Linked DNA regions of Anas platyrhynchos: region 1 is linked to region 2. A link is a contact called in public Hi-C data. All regions are on one chromosome and are shown on one strand. Each heading gives the region's core, a stretch centred on a gene start, on an enhancer-like site or on the middle of the called end of the contact. The rest is flanking DNA. Distances are from core to core; before and after follow the strand shown.

What was found. Hi-C and Micro-C count contacts between places; a contact is called where the count stands out from the background.
Region 1: a contact with region 2 is called in a Hi-C map of skeletal muscle, with 2.2 times the contacts expected there. The contact joins the promoter of LOC101789404 here to the promoter of CBR4 in region 2. A contact is called at or near these places in 2 of 8 Hi-C or Micro-C datasets (skeletal muscle and subcutaneous adipose tissue).

Annotation. Positions count from the first base shown.
Region 1 is chr4:29,828,348-29,833,339 of IASCAAS_PekinDuck_T2T, forward strand. LOC101789404 reads right to left here and starts at 2,041. Exons shown (of 10, transcript XM_072037328.1): 1 at 1,371-2,041. The coding sequence starts at 1,943. ANXA10 (annexin A10) reads right to left here. Exons shown (of 10, transcript XM_072037331.1): 10 at 2,184-4,913. The coding sequence ends at 4,719.
Region 2 is chr4:29,541,357-29,546,546 of IASCAAS_PekinDuck_T2T, forward strand. CBR4 (carbonyl reductase 4) reads left to right here and starts at 2,346. Exons shown (of 6, transcript XM_027456433.3): 1 at 2,346-2,506; 2 at 5,054-5,190. The coding sequence starts at 5,054.

The DNA of each region.
Region 1 (4,992 bases), core at 791-3,290, 290 kb after region 2:
CTTTCTCATAGTAATGGCTTTAGGCTCATCTACAATACAAATGCTACAATGGCTATAGGGTTACTTTATAGCTAAAACACAGTTTTCCTCAGATTTTTTTCCTTTTATTTAAAAAAAAACACACTTTTTTTTTTAAAAAAAAACAACACACATATCTATCACAATTTGTTTGAATGCTGCATTTGTTCCTGCTTGATAAGCATGTGTATGATACACTTTTTAAATGTCTCAAAAAAAAAAGTGTTTTTAATAAACAAATAGAAAGCTAACCATAACAAAGTTATTCTTGTTTTAACCAGTATCACCACTGTTTTTTCCTTCCTTACCGCATTATATTATCACTAAATTTTACACAACAAACTGTTGTGCAAAGACTCTTTTTCTCTTGTTTCCTGAATGACAGACAATTGGTGATTGGAAAGAGGAACAGGAAGTAAATCAGTGCCAAAAACAACTCATAGCTTAATGACAGTCAGTGCTGTTCTTCAGCTTCTAACAACCAAACCATCCCTTTCCACTGACATGGTCTCCCTGAAAACATAAGCTTCTTAAAACTAAGAAGTGTTTCTAAGAAAGTGATTATTAACAGCAAACAGAAAAACCTACTGCACTACTACCTTGAAGTCTCTAGTTAGTGGACAGTAAGTCCTACATGTTCTACACCCTCTTCCACACCATTGTTTCCAATTAGTTCATTACCTATATATGAAGCAACGCCTCAACAACGCGCATTAACTTCCTACCTTTCTTGAAAACATAAGTTACTTTATTCTTTTCCAGTTCTAGCCCTGGCCAGTAAAGAATTAGGTTGAAGACAAAAAAATGATAATAATAAAAAAACAACAGTAGTGGCTTCAAATTAACTCATATAACGTGGGGTTTATTTTCTAAGCCACGACAGCCCTCTTCACCACCGTCCTGAGGTTCTGTCTCAGTTACCCAACCTGCATACGGCAAGGATAGCTCACTCAACCATAATGCTGGGAACCTTGGCAAAAATCACAACTATTGCTGCCACTACAAACGAACAGGCCAGGCAGTTGCTTTCATGTAAACAGAAGCGCATTTTGGTTTTTACTTTTATTATTGGTTACCTAAACCATCTATTTCTATGTGTGTCATTATTACCTATTACCCCAAATAGGCAGGGCAGCTCAGAGAGCCTGTGAAGGAAGTATCTGTGGGTGTGGGTTTTGTTTTCTTTGAACAGAGCTAGCATCTCGCAGAAGCCTGTAAAACCGGACCCAGGCATGCCACAAGCTCTCGGCATGAGCGTGTTTTTTTCCGGCACAGCCTGTCAGCACGCACACACGAGTCCCAAGCACCAAAGCAGGGAGCTGGGGGTGCCCCGCGCGGAGCCGAGCGCTTACTTTCTCCTCCTGGAACACCGTGTCCAGCAGGTTGACGGAGTGGAAGATGCCCTGGTGCTCCTCGGACACGCACTGCCCGCAGCCGGCGCGGCGGCACATGCGGCAGTAGAGCTGCACCAGGCGGCCCGGGTGCTTCTGGCAGGTGCCCCTCAGCGCCAGCGGGCCCTGCCCCGGCCCCAGCCCCAGCCCCGGGCCCTGCTCCCCGGGCTCCCCGGCCGCTCCGGAGCGGTACAGCTTCACCACCTCCGCCAGCGTGGTGTTGACGGGCAGCGCGGCCGCGCCGCCGCGGGGCAGGGGGCTGAGCTTCCTGCACAGCGGGCACGGCACCCGGCCCCCGCCCGGACCCGGACCCGGCCCCGGGCCCGGGCCCGGGCCCGGCCCGCCCCGGGGGAGCCGCGCCTGGCCCTGGCCCTGGCCCTGGCCCTGGCCCGGCCCCGGCCCCCGCTGCTGGTGCTGCGCCGAGGCCAGGCACTCGAGCACGCAGCCCCGGCAGAAGTTGTGCGAGCAGAGCGGCAGCGTCACCGGCTCCTCGAAGAGGGACAGGCACACGGCGCACGTCAGGCTGGCCTCCATCGGGGCTCCCCCGCCGCTCCGGGCCCGCCCCGCTGCCCCGCAGCGGCCGCTGCCTCCAACCGGCCGGAAAATGGAACCCGGCAGCGGCGGCGGGGCGGGGCACTGAGAGACGCGGTGACGGTTGGTGGGCGAGAGAGATTGACAAGGCTGCCTTCCAATCAGAACCGGGAACGGCTGCAAGGGGTTAGCCGTGGGCGGGGCGGAGGGAGCCGGGGCGCCTGGCGGGCCCTAGCGCCGCCGCCGCCATTTTGTGGGCGCTGTCCCGAGCGGAGCCCCGCCTGTGGGCGCTGAGGGGAGGTGGCGGGGCGGGGCGGGCAGCTGTGAGGTGCTGCTGCTCCTCCCTGCAGCGTGCGAGGCTAAAGCCCTGTTACATCTCCCTAGCCGTGAGACACGGCCGTTACCTGCAACTACAGGTCCAAAATCAAAGTGTAATTGAAGTTTAGGGCAGCACCATAGTCTGAGCTTGGAGCGATAACGTGCAGGCATAGCGTATGGCTCTGCCTTGTGCTAGGACTTCGTGAACTTTCCTCCTAGGTCCTTTCCACCTAGAGCTCTGGATGAATAATTTTCTACTTCAAACATTCTGAGGTCTGTCAGCACAAGAGGGACCCAAGTGAAATTTCAAATGTATTGCACGTCGGCAGTTTTGTAGCCTAAGGTTAGTATTTGTGAAAAATGAAGTACACTAAAAATACATTGTTTTCAGATGGGAAAGACGTGGGTGCAAACAGTGTGAAAACAAACATATTTATATACTTTAACAGCAGTGTTTTATTCGGTCATACTGAGCCAGACTGGCAGAAAGTCACTACCTATTTTCAATCAAAGGTTTATGTCAAGCTGGAAACTTCGAAATGCAGGCAAAAAAATGAAACAAAACAGGACAATGACTTTATTGTAATATTACCTCATTTATGCTTGCTTTTAAATCCCTTACATAAAGGACTGACAGGAGATACAAATAAGCTAGAGGGTACAGCTGATAGACTGAATAGGCTCAAAATGTTTCAGGAAGTGTTATGTTCTCCTTCGGGATGATGACTTGAGGCAGGGTTCTGCCACCTTTATTCGCTTCAGTATGAGTTGTCACAAAATGTTCTCAAACTACGTCTGCTGGGGTTCAGGAGCACTGTCTCTTTGAACCTCGTTTGGTGGTGAAGTGTTACCCATTATTAGCCAGCTCACAAATTACACCATAAGAGACACCCTAGGAATACCTCAGCACCCAGAATATCCATATTCAGTTAATGATTGAAATGACAGTGGAATTTCAAAATGGAACCATTGGGCAGGCTGGGTAAGTTTGCAGAAGGCCATGCCATGTTTCCTCGTCCTGCGATTTTCAGAGCATGGCACTAAATCAATACTTGGTTCTGTTTTTCTTTAGTTTCAAACAGAAAAAGGGAAATGCATTAAGTAGGTGTGCTAAATGGAAAAGAATACAAGAGTATTCTTCAGTGAGTGACTGATAATAGACTGGGAGAGATACTTAGCTTGAAAGTAACTAAAACTACACTTTCAGAGCATAAAATCTGAACTTTAAGAAGAGGGGGAAAAAACATTTAAAGGAGGAAATCTGTCTGCTAAAAATAAATAAAGTAAAATGTTTTTTCTCTCCTAAATAGAAGTGAATAGGTTCTTCAGCATTTATTGTCTAAGGTTTGGGACATTGCACGTCTAAATGATGAATACATGCTTACATAAAGTTCTTTTACTAGTTCTTCCATTAATTTACATTTAATTATACTAACAGAAATATTAGGCAGAAATAGAGGGAAAGCTCTGTTTCTGACAATGTTTGTTTACATATTTTTTCCGGCTCAAGAAAGATTTAAAATTAACAAATGTATAGCACTGATTTTTCAATTATATTATGTAGATTAGGTATCTCTTACAGTGTGTTGTGTACAGCTTCAATTTCCATTTAAAATAGATTTATACAGGCTTCAAAATCCATCTTCTTCTTCATTAATAATCTTCAGCATCACCGGCACAGATAGCAAGTAAAGCTCTCTCATAGTGACCTGAAGCAAAATGCTGCAAGAGAAAAAATTCTGTGACTGTACTTATTTTTTCTTCTGTTTGTGTGTAACAAAGACTAGAGTGAAGTTATCCTGTTTTCTAAAATATTAGTGTTTTTATAAGGATTCTGGGCCAAGATTTTTTAATTTCACATAACTCAGGCTTTGGTTGTTTGGGGACCTACAAGCAATCCACCTTTGAAAATTCCAATCAATTCAGTGTAATGCTTCTTGAGTTCAATACCAAAAAATCACAAGCAACTTCTTACAGCTACTGCATATGTTACAGTTGGAGATTAGCAACAAGCAAAATGCAAAGGGTCTTAGCAAGAGTCATTTTTGTACAATTCAGCAGTCCTAAAGGTATGATTTAAGATATGGAGCAAGAATACAAGAGGAAAAGTTTTTATGAAGGTTGACACCTGAACTTCCAGGATAAGACCAGACAAGGGTAACAGCAGTCTGATATTAGTGTAACCTTGTAGGACAGTGCAAAAGAAGATGGTATCAGTTAGTGTAAGAAACTTTTCATGCAAGATATTCATCAGAATATTCTGCCCTCTTTTTATTCCCCCTCTTGCTACTGGGGAGGGACAAAATCACACAGGATGAGGGTGAGTTGAAAATCCACTGCTTATTTACCAAGGTCAGCCTGAAGCACTGAAAAGATATGTTATGGATATTAAACATTACTTTTTTAAAAAATTATTATTTATTTATTTTTTAATCTATTGGAGTGAATAGAGATTAGCCCTCAGTACTTTTTTCCAGTGGGGCTCTGCTCACGTGCCTGTGCTGAATATATGCAAAGTGTGTAAAAACTTACTTTAATATCATGAAAGAGTGATTTGCCATATCTTTCTTTGTATCGTTGGCGTATATTCATCAAGTCAATTTCACTCCTGGCAATGAGAATCCTTATGACTGTTTTATTGTGGAATCCAAACTCCTGAAAAGAAAAGAAGACGTGAGGAAACTTGGCAGTTGGACAGTATGTGTTTGCCTGTCTGTACGCGATAATATAACTT
Region 2 (5,190 bases), core at 1,096-3,595:
GCTAGGACAATCTTGTAATAAACCGTGCTCCTGAAAATCAATACCTATGAAAAATGATTACAGATTAAAACTGTTGAAATAAGGCATGTGTTTTATATAATCAGCCATCACTTGATCTGACATAGTCTAGAGTGAGCAATAGTTAATTCTTTTCAAGAATGCTAATCGCTTCTGCTAATTTTTGAAGGAAAATACTGTGATAGATAAATTAAGAAATGGCACTAGCAATCATCTAAAAATACCTCTTCTCATTTTTAATAACCTACCTCCTACCTCATTAAGCCAGCTGATTGGTATTATTATGATTTACTACTCTAATGCTCAGTCATTGGAAGGAAATACAATGTTATGGGCTTCTGTATCTCACAAGGAGATGAAGTCTTCAGCTGCTCCGTAATACATGAGCAAGATTAAATGACACCAAAGTATTTCTGTGAGGAGATGAGATATGAAACTAGATTTATTTAGGGCAATCTGATGGAGAAAATTGAATGTTGGGAATTGAGTTCCTTGAAAGTGCTCCAAGTGTTACTGTATGTGTTTTGGGCTGCAAAATGGGTAACAGCTGTAAAGAATATTGTCTTTGACATTTCCTATAATACTGGTGAAGATAAAGGAGGTGAGCAGTGTATGAGATATGAGTGATTGTCACTATCACTATCACAGTTGCTATTTATTATGGACCATGTTCAACACTCATTGCTGGCAAATCATCAGCTGAAGTTCTGCCAGAAGTCCTTATGGTTCGGATCACATCTATTTGCAGTTGTGGCAGGATGACTGCACAGTCCCTTGACTTGCTGTTTTCTGTCAGTAAGTAGATGTGCCACATTAAGCTGGTATTCCTGCACTCGGTAAATCTGTGCCTCATTAGGGTTAACCTTGCAAACAGTCCTGTAATGAACAATCCTGCTAAAATAGGAGGTTATAAAACTGGCTTAATGCTTGTGGATATGCCTTCAGTTTCCTGCTTCAAGCAGCCTTTGGTCTCCTCCTATTCACAAATGTTACATATTTCTAAGCAGATATTAGGAATCATGGAAGTATTTCACTTTCATGTGTCTCAGGTCTGAGGACTAATTACTGTGTTCACAATGTATAGCTTTTGCTTCTGTAAGTTCTTCTTAGTTCTTCTTAGAGCTTATAAAGGGAAAGCAGGTGAATGATCAAGTCATGTTGCTTATTAACTGTGTTGCTACTCCTGCAGCGTAGAGCTTTAGTTATCTTTATCTCATAGAGTTCAGTTCAAATCACTATGCAAAATCTTTCCACATTTAATATCCCTCCTCTTCTTTCTGACTCTGTTCACTCCCTTCTCCCTGTCATCATCTCCCAACATCCCACTTTCTTTCCTTTCCCCAACAAAACAAACCTGAAGACACAGTAAATACAGTGCACTGAACAGAAATATGAGTAGACACAGTGAATTTCCAGGAGGCCGTATCACAGGACCGAAGTGGGCAACAATTCACAGCTGTCCATTCAGTAACCGATATTGTGGTTAGTGATATATTAGGGCAGGAATAACTTCATAATATGACAGAAATCTTGGCTGTTTATAACTTGTTGCTCTTAGTCTGAATGCTGACAGGAGTTTATGTTTATGAACTAAAGCCTAGTTACATTTGCTGAGAAATACTTATCAAAAATACCTTTCACCAACAATAGGAGGAATATCCAAAGAGGCTGTTGCATGATAAATTATTGAAATGATAAATTCTTGAAGTTATTGCCATAAGGTATTATTGTGCAGTGTATATAAACACGTAGTGAATGGGAGCAGGGATGAGAGTATGCGAGGCAGAACGAGCAAAGTTAGGACTGTTGATAGGTGGAGAAGGAAAGACTAGTGCCCTCCTTGAGTGAGGAGTCGGGTGTATGGAGGGAAGTGAGCGATGGCAGGAGAGACAGAGATCGAGGTGGAAATCTTTTAAGGCCAAAGTCCACTGCAGGAGGGGCCAGTGCCCGGGGTCGGGCTGGAGCCCTGCGCCAGCCTGAGGGGGGCGGTGTGTTGTTTTTCTTTGTGATGTAACTTTTCTCTCAGGTACAGTGAATTAAGTTTCTCAAGAGCGAGATTTGTTCACGTATTTGTGGGAAAAGTGCGCCTAAGCGGTTTGGGCACGATGAGAGTGTTCAGTCCGTGCGGAAATTCTGGATACTGTGGGGGCAAAAAAGGAAAACCTTCAGTAATAAAGATGAGCTACGAACAAAACCCCGCCCCTGTGGCCACAACTCCCTGAAGGGTGCGACTGGGGCCAGCCAAGCGGCGGCAGGAGCGGGCGCCGCCTCCCCCTCACGCCGCCCGGTCCCGCCCTGCCACCGTGGCACCGCCGCCGCCTCACGGGGACTACAGCTCCCGGCGTGCCCCGCGCCGTGCGGGCAGGCGGGCGGCTCCGCTACGCCCCGCGGGCTCCATCTTGAGCGCCGGGCCGGGCCGCGCCAGCAGCCGTGTTGCGGAGCCCCCGCCCTACCCCGGCGCCCAGCCGCGCCGCCACGCCCCGGGGAGGTGAGCGCGCAGCCGGGCGCCCGGCAGCCGCCACGGCGCCTCCGCGGCCGGCGGGAGGGAGGGAGGGAGGGACAGAGGAAGGGAGGGGGGACGCCGGCTGCTGCCGCCCGCCGCGCTGTGGTAGGCATGGCTGCGCGCGGGCGCCCCCTGGCGGTGACCGTTAGGGGCCGTTGGCGGCCGTTAGGGACCGTTGGGGCGCGCGGGGCGGGGCGAAGAGGGGTGCGCAGAGGACGTCGCCTCACCGGCCGCAATAAAAGCATAAAAGCAGAAAAAAAAAAAATGTTTTAAAAAAGGGCTCGGCGGCAGGGGAGAGCCTGCCCGCGAGGGAGTGTCGCGTTACTCATCTCGCTGCGGGTTTTTCGCCCAAGTCAAACTCCAGAGCCCTTTCTCCAGAGCCAGAAGGTGTATGGCTTTTTTTTTTTTTTTTTTTTTTAAAAAAAAAACACAGATTGTATGTTGTTTCGTTGCAGTTAGGCTTACGTGCTCCCCCTGCAAATACCTGGTTAATGCACAAAGAGACCGAGTATTTCTGGAAACACTAGAATCACCGGGCTTTTCCCTTTCTCACAGAGAAGAGGAAGGGCAGAACGATAGATTTTAGAGGCAGTCTCCTCAGCACAGAACAATTCGTGGCACCTTCATTTGCACTGATAGCTTTTAGGGGCCTGTACACCTAAGCCTATTCAGAGAAAGGAACATACATACAGGTCTGACAGCATTTATAAACAGCATGCGATGGCTCACTGTAGCTAACCCCAAAACTGATTCTGAAGAGTTGCAGAGGTACCGTACACTGATTAAGGCAACGCTCAAGTTTGCTGTGATTTTTTTCACGCTTACGATTACCCTTCCGAGCTCAACTGGATAAGGCCCTGATCGACTTGACCTAAGTTGACATTGTGCATGTGGGTGGAGGAGTTAGACAAAGTGACTTCCAAAGATCCTTTCCAACTTGTATTATTCCAGGTTTTAAATAAAAATAAGAGAGTAGGTGTGTTCAGTGCTGGTAAGAACAAAATATGGAGGAAGAAGAGAATCCTAGTACCACATTGTTGCAACAGTCAGGCAAGAACTTGCAAGAGTCTGTGTGGATAGTTCTGCAAAAGAATAGATCCATCATGACAGACAAGGAATTGCCTACACACAGCAGGTCTTTTTGTGTGTATTCTTTTGAAAGGGCTCCCCTCTGAGGCACAAGTATTAGTCCTCTTCCTGCTCCTAGGAGGCCAATTTAAATTTGCCAGCTGGGAAGGGGATGCATGGGTTGATTCCAGGCACTTGGATTTTCCTTTTCTGTTATAGAAAAGGACTGACAGCTCCTTAGGCAAGTTTTGGTCACAGAAGACCAAAATTATCATGCCATTGTAGGAGCTGACTGTGTTCATGTATGTTTAATACTGTGTGTGATTATAGTTATCACACATAAAAAAGGGCATAATAGAACTAAATAAGGCAAAGGGTAGGGTGACAGGATTAGTGAGCTTGGGCAGTCTGTTAGTGGCTTCCATGTGCATAAGAGTAGCTAAGTAAACCTGGAAGAGGATATAGGAATTAAGGTAATATGCAGAAGTGTACATAGGCTCAAGTTATGAGCAGAAGGGGGAAGATAAGAGAGAAAAGCAGAGCATTCACTAATCAGAAAGAAATTTAAGAACAAAACAAAGTACTTTTCCACAAATAATGAAACTTGTTGCCTCAGGATGTTATGGAGACAAAGTATGATTGGGTTCAAAATGGATTTATTCAAATATATGGAAAAGAGGTTCATGACTATTACTTAGATTCTGCCTTTGGCTCAGGAAGTCCCTAAACAGCTGATTGGGTACTGGAGGTTGCAGAAAAAACATACTTCATTCTATAGGAGTACTTTTGTCTTACAGTCCTGCCTAGATACCTGAGCTACCTATTTCAGAGTCATTTCACATCTCAAAAAGCATTTGCTTTTGTCAAAAGTAGAAGGAAAACAAACAAACAAAATCTAAGGTTAGTGGTTAAGCATAGCTTTAGTAACTTAGTAGTGTAACTTAGTGTTAACCTGGTGTAAATATATCATTATCAAGTCATGCACAAGTAATCGTGGTTTGGGTGTCTAGCACAGATGGATAGGATGGAGTGAGACCTTGAGGCTAAACGGCTTTAGTACCAGAATAGTGCAAGAGCAATATACATGTAGTTACAACTGGTATGTTGGCTTTGAATAAACAGCCGATTGTTGCATTATGGCCTTTAGATAGATAAATCACATATTTCTTCAACTAAATTGAAGTTATCATAACACTAGTATTAGAATACTAGATTATGTGCATTTTTATCACTAGTTCAGAAATGTTTAAGAATTTCTTGCATTTGTAGACGTGGTGCCTAATTTAGTTCAGCTTTTTATTTTTTTGGTGAATAAAATTTTTAAAATCACTAATTTTATAATGCAGTCTGTAAAAATGCTGCAAAATAGTAAGGGTCATGATACTGGCAATAATATTGTTTGTCCTCTGCAATATTGGACCTCAAATTCAAGTTTGATTTGTAATTTATGAATTATTTTTGAAGATGGGCAAGGTTTGCGCCATTTTTGGAGGATCCCGAGGAATAGGAAAAGCTGTTGCAGAATTATTGGCACAGAAAGGCTGCCGCCTGGCGATTATTGCTAGAAATCTGGAAGTGGCCCAAACTACTGCACGTAGTCT